Regions from separate parts of the Mus musculus genome. Here region 2 is linked to region 1. A link is a contact called in public HiCAR-type data. All regions are on one chromosome and are shown on one strand. The core of a region is the stretch at or near the end of the contact, and the rest is flanking DNA. Distances in the headings are between cores, read along the strand shown.

The links. HiCAR-type assays count read pairs that join an accessible place to other places.
Region 2: a HiCAR-type map of astrocytes shows a contact between it and region 1, with 10 times the contacts expected there. The contact joins two enhancer-like sites. A contact is called at or near these places in 2 of 484 Hi-C or Micro-C datasets (brain and cerebral cortex) and 4 of 115 datasets of contacts at active chromatin or transcription factors (astrocytes, bone marrow-derived dendritic cells and neural progenitor cells).

Annotation. Positions count from the first base shown.
Region 1 is chr17:90,890,911-90,896,520 of GRCm38.p6, forward strand. All of the region lies in intron 5 of Nrxn1 (neurexin I), which reads right to left. Among named protein-coding and RNA genes, the nearest start is that of 4930480K15Rik, 33 kb to the left of the region's middle. Within about 2 kb of position 1,566, at least 71 of the 459 cell types and tissues checked have an H3K27ac peak or open chromatin away from gene starts, as enhancers often do. A contact at or near this core is called in astrocytes and neural progenitor cells, where this site is marked.
Region 2 is chr17:91,084,361-91,089,446 of GRCm38.p6, forward strand. Nrxn1 (neurexin I) reads right to left here. Exons shown (of 23, transcript NM_020252.3): 2 at 3,595-5,086. The coding sequence starts at 4,366. Among named protein-coding and RNA genes, the nearest start is that of Nrxn1, 5.9 kb to the right of the region's middle. Within about 2 kb of position 2,246, at least 17 of the 459 cell types and tissues checked have an H3K27ac peak or open chromatin away from gene starts, as enhancers often do. A contact at or near this core is called in astrocytes and neural progenitor cells, where this site is marked.

The sequences.
Region 1 (5,610 bases), core at 316-2,815:
ATGGGGAGACCTGGGTCCTCATAATAAGCAGGAGGTATGGGGAGACCTGGGTCCCCACAACAAGCAGGAGGCATGGGAAGATGAGACTGAACAACTTGGCTGGAGATAAGATTAGGTGACTGTTCTAGCTATATTGCTAACAGGTGGTAGTGTCTGATTCCTGCAAAAGCTATGATGATGGAAAGACCAAACCAATTGGAAAGTGTTTGTGTGTAGACTTAACTATACAATGTTCAATAGCTGGATATATGTGCATACAGACATTTTCCAGGTGTGTGTCAGGAAATCCAGGATGAATTCTAGTTTTTAAAAATCTACATATTTAATTTTATGTGGATGAATGTTCTTTGCATGAGTATAGGTGTACCATACACATGCCTTTTGCTCAACGATGTCAGAAGAGGACATTAGGTCTCTTCCAGCTAGAATTATGGACAACTGTCAACTACCACTTGGGTACTGAAACCAACCCTGTATCCTCTGAAGAAGCAAGTGCTCCTAACCTTAGAGCCATCTCTCCAGCTTAGAATCCTAGGCATTTACTTTGAGCCTGGGGATAAAAGTTAATAGTATCTGCTGATTTGGAAATGAAAGATGGGCATTTTGAAAACTGAGATGCATCTTAAGACATTCTTGTGGGAATGTCAGCTGTGTGTTTAGATACATCAACTTGAGCTCTCTCTATGGAGCAGGGTCAGTTGTACAATTGTGATTCATGGAATATAGACCTAAAAGAAATTCACAGCCAAGACTGCTCTGTGACAGATACCAGTAGACAGCTTTGCAGATCTTCCCTACAGCAACCAGCTAAAAGTCTAAGGCTAGTATAGAAATTACATATTGAAGAGTACATGAAGAAAGGGAAATTGTGAGCTATGTGACTTGTCAAACTAAATACAATGAAGACTGAAGAGTGGTCACTGGATTTGGCATATAGTGACTTCGGTAACAGTTTATTCAGCTAAGAATGCCAAGCATTCTCCAAGAAGCTGCTGAGGCTAGTGCCTGCATGAAGTCAGTTTGACAGCTATGGTTACAGGGAAAACAGACAATTATCACTTTCCCATTCTGTGCCTCATTTCATGAAGGTCAAGATTTAAGATTTGGCTTTAATTTATTTATAGCACCTACATTTCTTTTAAAGACAGTATTTGTTAGCTCACTATTAAAACAAATAGCAAGTATGTTCATAAACACTTTGGGAAAATATGCTTCTATACTTATTCCAAAAGGCATTATTCTTAAAAATCAATAAAGGTGACCCTCAGGCTATCTGTAAATATATATGAGAAGAAACTCTTTGCAGGGCTTTTTAGATTTCCATCCTCTAATAAATTATTGGCTTCTGTATCTAAATTTGTGTTTGCATTTATAAAATTCATTAAAATTTTAGTAATATAATATGGAACTTTTCCTTACAGACCCTTTTAGTTTTCAGATTCAAGAGTCTGAATGAACCCAATTAAATGTGTTCTGTGTACCTTCTTAGTCTGCCAGTAGCAAGGCTCACAATGTGAGCCTGTGCTACTTGCTACAGGGGAGGCCACACAGGAACCAAGAGAATACTGCCTGCTGAGGGAAAAAATGAGCTCATTTCTTCTGAAAGTTGTTGGCGGCAGTGCTGAGAGCTCTGAGAACACAGCAGCTGTTTGTAGATTCTCCTAATTGGCACAGACTATTGTCTGGGTTTGTACTCCATTACTGGAAAAAGTAGCTCCTTTTTGTTTATGCTCTCCAATATGTTCAGCTACAAATATGTACAGGTAAGGATTATGAGAAATTATCTAGGCTAGTAAAAAGGAATTTTGAGGCAGTTCAGTGGTTTAACAGTGAGAGCGAGGCAGGTTCAAACTGCCTTGGAGAAGTATTTTGTTAAAATGAACAAAGCCCATTCTCTCCATTGAATAATATAAACTCTCATCCACATGCCAACAGGACACAAGGACTTTATTATCACTTGTCACACACAGTAGTTTTATTAGCACCCACTCAAAACTAAGCTAATTTAAAAACACTTGAAACCATAGGCAGATGTTTTTAAATGACAAATAAAAAACAAACAAGTAAATAAATAAATTTAGGCTGAATTGCTTCACATACTACCTATTGTACAGAAGCTGGGCTCAGTACCTTAGTCTTTAAACACACTCATTTCCGCACAAGCCACCTACACCCTGGCCACTTTGTAATTGCAAGAAAACAACACTGCCTGTTCTGTCAGGACTTGGTGACCTAGAGTCTCTTTCTAATTTTATCTGTTTAGTTCACTTAACATTAAGATATATCCATTTTCAAACGAGATTCCTGTAAGAGGTCTTTTAAATTTTACATTAAATCCACCACTTTTGACATCTGGTAGCCTTCACAGAAGCTCATGAACAGCCTACACCATATTTTAGGTTTTCCTTTCCTAAGCACAGGGTGGAAAAAATTACATACGCTCACAAAATTCTATACATTAAAGTGTTCATGGCAATGTGGGTTCTAATATCACTAAGCCAGAAACTCCTTAAATGTATATGTCTAAATCAAGAAACCTGATAAAATGAGCCCACAATGGAAAGGATGCTGTAGTGAGAAGAACAATCTAGAGCTACACGGGACAGCGTAGATCAATCTCAAGATTGAATAATGGATACCAGATATATTAGGAAGCTATAAAATTATATACATTGCCTAAACTAGTTGAGCCACATTGAATATGTTCAAGAGACTTTGTTGTCTAATGTCAACATGTTTGACTCTCTGTACTGAACAAAAATATTATAGAATATTATTAGAAAGTATGGCTATATTTCTGTTTTCCTAAAATAAAAAAAGATTCCAAAAGATAGCTAGGCTGCTGGGTGAATTTTATTGCCACAAAAACAGTTTGATTCATAAACTAGATGGTTCATCTCCTGGAACAGGAGATTTTTCTTTTGTGTCTATTCATAGCACTGTTATGCTGGGAAAAATGGGGGCATCATCAATGCAGCTGAGTGCTTATATAGTCATGGGTAGATAAAAGATAAATAAATAGACATGACAGATAAATAAATAGGTAGATAAAAGAAACAAGACAGTGAAAGCAGAAGGCCTTCAATACAGGTCTCCGAGTTTGGATACCAGTTTTAGGTAGTGGAAACGTGGGACATTTTTTGGTAGAGGACAGAATAATACTATTTTTGACTCTCAAGCCTACTAACTCCAGAAAAATAAGAGATACCAGTATGATAAGAAAGGTCAACATGAGGATAAAGAGGCCAGGAGTGGGATGGTGCCACCAGCAAGAGAAATGTGGATTGATACATGAGAAAGAAACAAAGCCATTCTCAAAGGTGAAGTTGTGAGTTTTCAGGAGGATCATTTGATAAGGAATGGGACACCTTAGGGATTGGTTGTTTTGGGAAGACAAAACTATCACAGTAAATTAGCAAGGTCACCCATCAATGCAGATCTCAAACAAATATGGGACCCTGGTGGCAGATATTCAACATATGTTGTTTTGTTCTATGGCAAACATAATATGGGAAGAAAACATAGTAATCAAACTGGTAAAGGGATTAAAATTGAATAATTTTCATTTGCATCCAGGAGTCAAACAAAGGACTTGGCTGCAGATGACTTAAAGAACACCCTAGTCTCAACATAAAGAAATTTGACAATTCAATTTACAAATGAAGTTCAGAAAATAATTCCATTAGAAGAGTATGTGGAGAGCAGATGAATAAAGGAGAAATTCATGCCAACAAAGAATTGTAAATTAAGACCAAAATTTAATAAAACCAGAACAATTAAAATTAAATAAGAGCAGATAACAGTGAGTGTTGGCAAAGGTGTGAGATGGTAGAACACATTGCTGTTGGGGGTGCAAATGATACAGATACCCTAGAAAGCAGTGTTACAATTTCCTGCAAAATAAAACATGCACTTACCATCTTCCCTAGAAGTCATACTCTTAGACATTTACTCAGTGTCCAAAGTTTCATATATGAGTGTTTAGAGATGTTGTATTCAAAATTACATTCAATCACTGCAAACAATCTTCAATATACAAATATTCTTTACCAGGTAAGCAAATTGTACAATGCCTCTGCAAAGAATATTGAACAATGACTGCTAAGTCATCATTTATAACTCTCAAAGGCAATGATGAGAGACATCTTGAATGATTACATATAACATGATGGAATTTATGTGATGCCATTTACGTGAAAATCGCAAAACAACAAGCTATGGTGTGGTTGATAGTAAAGTGGATTCCTCTGTTTAGGTGGTGCAGAGAATGTATCTACAGAGATAGTAGGAGGCCTTCCTTCCTTCCTTCCTTCCTTCCTTCCTTCCTTCCTTCCTTCCTTCCTTCCTCCCTCCCTTCCTTCTTCCCTTCCTCCCTTCTTTCCTTTCTCCCTTCTTTCCTTCCTTTCTTTCTTTTTCTCTTGGAAATCTTGTAGAACTCTGTTTTCTTCATTATTGTCTTATTGTGGTTAATAATTTAAACGTGTTCATCTGTCAAAATTCATAGAACTCCCCGGTATCTTCCTTAAAAGATAATCAGTTTCACCATATGTTCATTTATAAAGACAAATCTACAGAAAAACCATAAATAGAATGTAAGTAGCCAATTTTAATTCTAGATTATTTTTAATTTTAAAAGTATGATAGAGTTTTTTCTAGTAGTATTTAAAATATCACCAATAATAGGTCAAATTATCTATCTATCTGTGGTTTTTAAGATAGGATATCTCTGTGTAACATATCTGGCAATTATGAAACTCACTTTGTAGAACATCCTGGCCTCAAACTCACAGAGATCCTCCTGCCTCTGCCTCCCAAGTGCTGGGATTAAAGGCATGCACCACTATACTCCAAAAATATTTCTCCTTAAGCTTTTAGAGTTCCTTTCAAAAGATATGAAAATAAGACAATCTAATGAAAACAAAACCCAGAACTGCTTTTGTCCCATGATTGAAGTTGAACTTGTACAAGAATGGACAAAATATTTTATATCGAATTGGTTATGTTATCTAATTAGTGAATTTACATGGCTCCTTACTGAGAAGGGTGATACCTGGTTGTGTTTGTTAACAAACTGAGGCATAATCAAGAGAGTAAACAAAACATATCAAAATGATATTTTGTCTCCTTTTAAGATATTCTATAGTTAATTTTGATAATCTGAATGACTTATGCTTTTTAAAGTTACTCTTAATATATATATATATATATATATATATACACACACACACACACACACACACACACATACAAACACACACACACACGTTTGTATGTGTGTGTGTGTGTGTGTGTGTGTGTGTGTATACACTGAAATGCAAATACCTGCAAAGAACAGAGGCATCAGATCCGATTTACAGGTAGTTGTTAGCTGCCTCATATGGATGCTAGAATTGAATTCAGGTCATTTGAAAGAGTATGTGCTGCTAAGCACTTAGCCATCTTCCAGGCGTGGGTTATGCATTCTACAAGTACATGGGGGCAATCATCAATCACAAATGAGTAAATATTTGCCAATTTTATTTGAACGACTTGAGGAATGATGATTTTCATAGTTTTGCAGGATTTTTATTGTTTACTTTTCTTTCAGGGTTAAGCTGCATTTGATGATAG
Region 2 (5,086 bases), core at 996-3,495, 190 kb after region 1:
TGTCTTTATATTAATTTAAGTAAGAAAACTGAAAGAAAATAGAATCACAACCTAGTTTGAAATTTTAACATGTGATCCTAAAATGTCTAGAACTTACTTAGATCTGGGGATCACAGATACAATTTACTGTCTTATTGATTGTCATTTTATCCTTAATTTTAAGATTGGTGGTCATGAAGTTCTCTAAGTTTTTGAAGCTCCTAGAAATCTATCACTATGCTTAAGTAGGAACTTATAAAATAATAATGACACTGACGCACTTAGATGAGTATAATCCAATGGAAAAAACTATGTGCCCCATAAGCATCCATCATTCAAGAAGGGTGACATTGTTAAGTAGTTGAGTTCTGAGGCTAATGTTCAGAGTCAGAAACATCAATGGTGCATAAGATATCAGTTTCTGTGGTCGTTTTATATGAATCTTTGTTCTTTGGAAAACACCTTAATCCTCCTCCCACCACACACACACACATACACACACACACACACACACACAGAGAGAGAGAGAGGGGGGGGAGTGGGAGGGGGAGGGGGAGAGGGAGGGGGAGGGGGAGGGGGGGAGGGGGAGGGGGAGAGGGAGAGGGAGAGGGAGAGGGAGAGGGAGAGGGAGAGAGAATAAACCTGAAGGATGTAAAACTTAGTACATGAGAAAAAAAACATGATTTGGAAATAAGGTGATTATGATCTGTTCTAGGCTCTGTCATTAACCTGAGCACAAAGCATAACTTTTCTGGTGTTTTCTCTCCAACAGTACATAATCATGTAGAAAAATCAATAAATCTTATTAAGCCACGTAAATACAGCAAGGATGAAACAGAACTCATTCAACAAAAATATTCTGGGAAGTCATAGGTACAGATTATATCAGACATTCTAGATGGGGAGGATAGAACCAGATTGTTATCACTAGATATCGTTACCATATTTTTATTCTTAATTGTTTCAAATAGAAGGCCACTACAATAAAATGAAATTCCAAAACTAAGTATAAAAGGATTGTAGTGACTGATATGCTTTAACTTTGTGCTTAATATTAGCTTAACTGTAATATTTCCTGAACACGGTCTGTAAGGAATATTTATTTATGTTTTTTAATTGGGTTTATAGAGAACGTAGTAATCAGGGTAAATACTGAATGCAGACAGAGCTTTGTTTACACTTGATCTGAATAGAAATCATCTCCCCCAGTTGTCATGCATGATTGGTGTTGGGAGAGGCATCCATTCCAATTAATTATTCAATAGTCACTTGACATACATGAAACAGAGAAAATAAGCCAAGCCAAGCCAATACTTCTGGGAAGACAGACTATGCCATAGTCATTCCACCTCCCATTTCTCTAACAATGAAAGGAATTCAGCCTTTTGTTTTCCTGCCATGGTGAGTGTATTCTCTTTCAGCTTAAATTTTCAAAATGAATGAATGTTCAGAACAATGCTGATGGACTGACTTCCTTGGGATGAGTTTTCTTAGGCATCAGATATTATAATGTCCCAATATTCCTCCTCTTAATTTCAAATCATGCACCTTACAGAAATAGCTATGCCTTTGCCAAAACAAAATGTATTTTGGATGCATCTTTTTCTGTTTCTTTTTAACATCACTTTTTTTGCAGGCTTTCTTCACTCTTAACTGTTTCTGATTATGCATGATCCTTGGTTCCCTACATTAAAATGCATAGAAATATTTTTAAAATTCATTTAAAACACTCTCCCACACAGTACAAGCTGTCATTGTGTCATGTTTGTTTCTTAATTTAAGAAAGAAAGTTATATTTCATTAAGTTGCCTTCTTTATCATTTAAAGTGGAATTAGGATGCCTAGAGAAGTATTTTTTTTCCATAAAAATAATATTTGCCATTCTCTATTAATCAGTATAAATGTAGGCAGCTTCAAGTTGTACAACTGAATTGATCTCTTATAGTTATCATAGTCATGATTTACAAGTCAGCTAGATTTGGTAGAGGAAAAGAATTGTTCTGTGTCATTTTTTTAAAAACATGAAATCTGATTTTATGTTCATGGAAATTCACCAGCAGAGCTGAAAGTATAGTGTGGGACACAGGGTCATCTCTAACTCCTTATACCAAAATACCTAACACAAACCCATATGAAAACAAAGCGTAGTTAATAATTCTTGGCCAACCCATCACTGTTCCCATGGAAGCTACAGACCACTCCTGAATAACATTTTTCCCCTCTAACTAAGTCCCTTTGCTGTTTAAGCTGTTACAAATTTCATCATGTCTTCCTTTCTTTTAAGGCCAAAAGAGAGAGCTGCCAAGTCTAATAAGAATTACAAAGGCTTGCTTCTCTCAACAGTATCAGCCAAAATTTAAAAAGTAAGAAAGAAACAAAACCAAGAAAAACAAAAACAATACCATACATTACACAATAAAATACAGCCACACAGAGCTTTTTGTCCCAGTCTTTTCAAGTCAGAAAAAATAATTTATCTTTGCACTACAACTATAAGGGCACTGGCTGCCCTGATTTTACCTAATGGAACGTACCAAGCCACCCATCCTGCTTAGCCTCTAACACATTCATGTTTCATCCTAGGAATACCACTTTCTGTTTAGAGGTTTTCCTGTAGTCATACAATTATATTTTCCTTGGTCACTGTCATAATAAATAAATGAATAAATGAATAAATAAATGAGTAAATAAATAACATGGAAGAGATACATAGAAAACAGAATTTTAGATGTAAAGTGGTGAAGATAATGCTTAGATGTACTTTGTTTATTTTAAGCCCTTAAGGACCACAGAAACAATTCGACTTCTGCTACTTAGATGAACGTCATCAGCTGACTATCCTTGGAAAAATCTCCTACCATGGCTCACATGCATCCTGTTTAATCTTCCTGATCCAGCAACACATAAACTGTTCTATTTTGTTACCAAGCACTTGTTAATCAAGGAATACATTGTCTCATCTCTAACATTCCTCAATGGTAGCTGAGCTATCTCACACTTGAAGAAACCAAAGAAATCAGAAAATTCTTCTTAAATATGACAAATTTGGGATTGGGACAGAACCATGGGAAACAATAGTTTCTAAAAAGCCTCCTGTTCGTCAAGAAAAAATCTCTCTTCCACACCAGGGTCAGGTCTTGGATTTGCAAAGGCACCCGGGCCCTATGGCCTGTCGAGTGTGCTGTGACCAGTAACCATATGGACAGCTCTACTGCAAGCCCACAGCTGCTCACTCTCCATCTAGTTTTCTCACCAAACACATGTTCAGTCAAACACATGTTCTGGACAGTTGTCAACAACCTTATAGTCAATGTCTGGATACTATGGCTACTGATGGTACAGGGCAGTAGAGGACCATTTAGGTAGGCAGTGGCCAAAGGATTTACAGGGACCTGCCAATGTTCCGCTGCGGGATTTTGTCCTTTGGGAGGAGGTCACATGGACACGGCCTCCCTCTGGAGATGTAGTCGGTGTGCCCCCTAAGAGGCTGCAGACGGAGGCAGCATGGTGGGGAGGGACAGGCCTTCACCCAGAGGCTTCCGGAGGAGGAAGGCCCCATGCACCGGCCTCCCTCCCAGCCCAGGCCGAGGCTCCGCGGGGTCGGGCAGGCCTTACCTTGGCTGCAGTCCTTGCCACGGAAGCCGGTCCTCGAGCAGTCGCATACGGCCTGGTCGTCGACCACGGAGCACACGCCCCCGTTGAGGCACACGCCGCCCTCGCCTTCTTCGCCCGCCTCGCATGGGCTCCCGCCACCGCTGTTGGGAGGCTCGTCGTCCAGCTTGACCTCGCCGCCGTCCACCGGCAGGGCCTGTGACGAGTTGACCCGGACGTCACGGATCCAGCCCTTGAAGGGCTCGCGCTCGCGCACCGAGGCCAGCGTGAGCTTGAGGGCCGCGGCGCGCAGTTCGGGTGGCAGGCCGCCCACGAAGAGCCCGCTGAACACCGTCATGTCCCTGCGCTTGGACTTGACCTCCACCCACTTGGCCTCGGCGCGGTCGATGTAGAGCGTGGTGTTGCGGAACTGGCGGCGGATGCGCACGCTGTGCCAGGCGCCGTCGTTGACCGGCGTGTCGGCCAACAGCGTGGCGGGCTCGGCGCAGAAGATGGAGAAGCTGAGCTGCAGGCGGCCGCCGCGCGTCAGGATGAGCTCGAGGAAGTCGCAGAAGCCCTCGTCGTCGAAGTAGAGCACGAGGCCGCGGGCACTGCGCGTCTTCAGCTGGAAGCTCATCTCGCTCTCGCAGCACGCGTTCCACTTGGGGAAGCGCGTCCACTGGCCCTCGGCGCCCGGGAACTCCAGCCCGCTGCCCAGCTCTGCCCAGCAGCCCAGCAGCAGCAGCGACAGGCAGAGGAGACAGCAGCCCCCGCGCTGGACCAGCGCCGTCCCCATGCTCGGGGCTGGGGTGCGGCGGGGGGGAGCCGGGGGCGACAGGGTCGAAGCGGTCCTGGACACCTTCACAGAGAAATGGGGGTCCGCAGAGGAGTGGGAGGGAGGGGGGAGGCGGCAGTGGGAGGGGCGCACCCTCCTTCAGCTCTTTTTTCCTTCTTCTTCTCTTCCAGCAGCCCCTTCCTCTCTCCCAGTAGTCTCCTTCCAACTGGAAAGCGGAGACCCCAGTCCTATGGGATAGCTGCAGAACTTCCAGGCCAAAGGGGGGATACACTTTGGAGGCAACGTTCTGAAAAAGAGGGCCACCGAGGCTCAAGAGCGATCACTGATCCATTTGCATCCGATGATGTTTAAGTGAGGGCATCTGTGGCACCAACAGGTACTTCAACTATCCCAGGACCAAAACCTTCAAAGTACCACCGGCGCGGTGCCAGCAGTAGGAGAGCAGAATCGGAAGAAACACACTTTTCTCGGAGAGGAACACGAAGTCAACACTGAGCCAGGATCTTTGGCTGCTTGGCAGGCCTCGAGGCCCCTCCAGATGTTGGCTCCAAGCACAGAAGGAGAAAGGACAGAGTGAGACACCAGAATAGCTTCAGAGGCCTACTTCTGTCATATCATGGGCTTCCAGCACCACTAAAGCCAAGGCCAAATTTCCTGTGCATGCCCTCCCAGGCTGATTCGCTTTATGTTTAGGAGCCCTGTAGGTAGGTCTCAAACCCT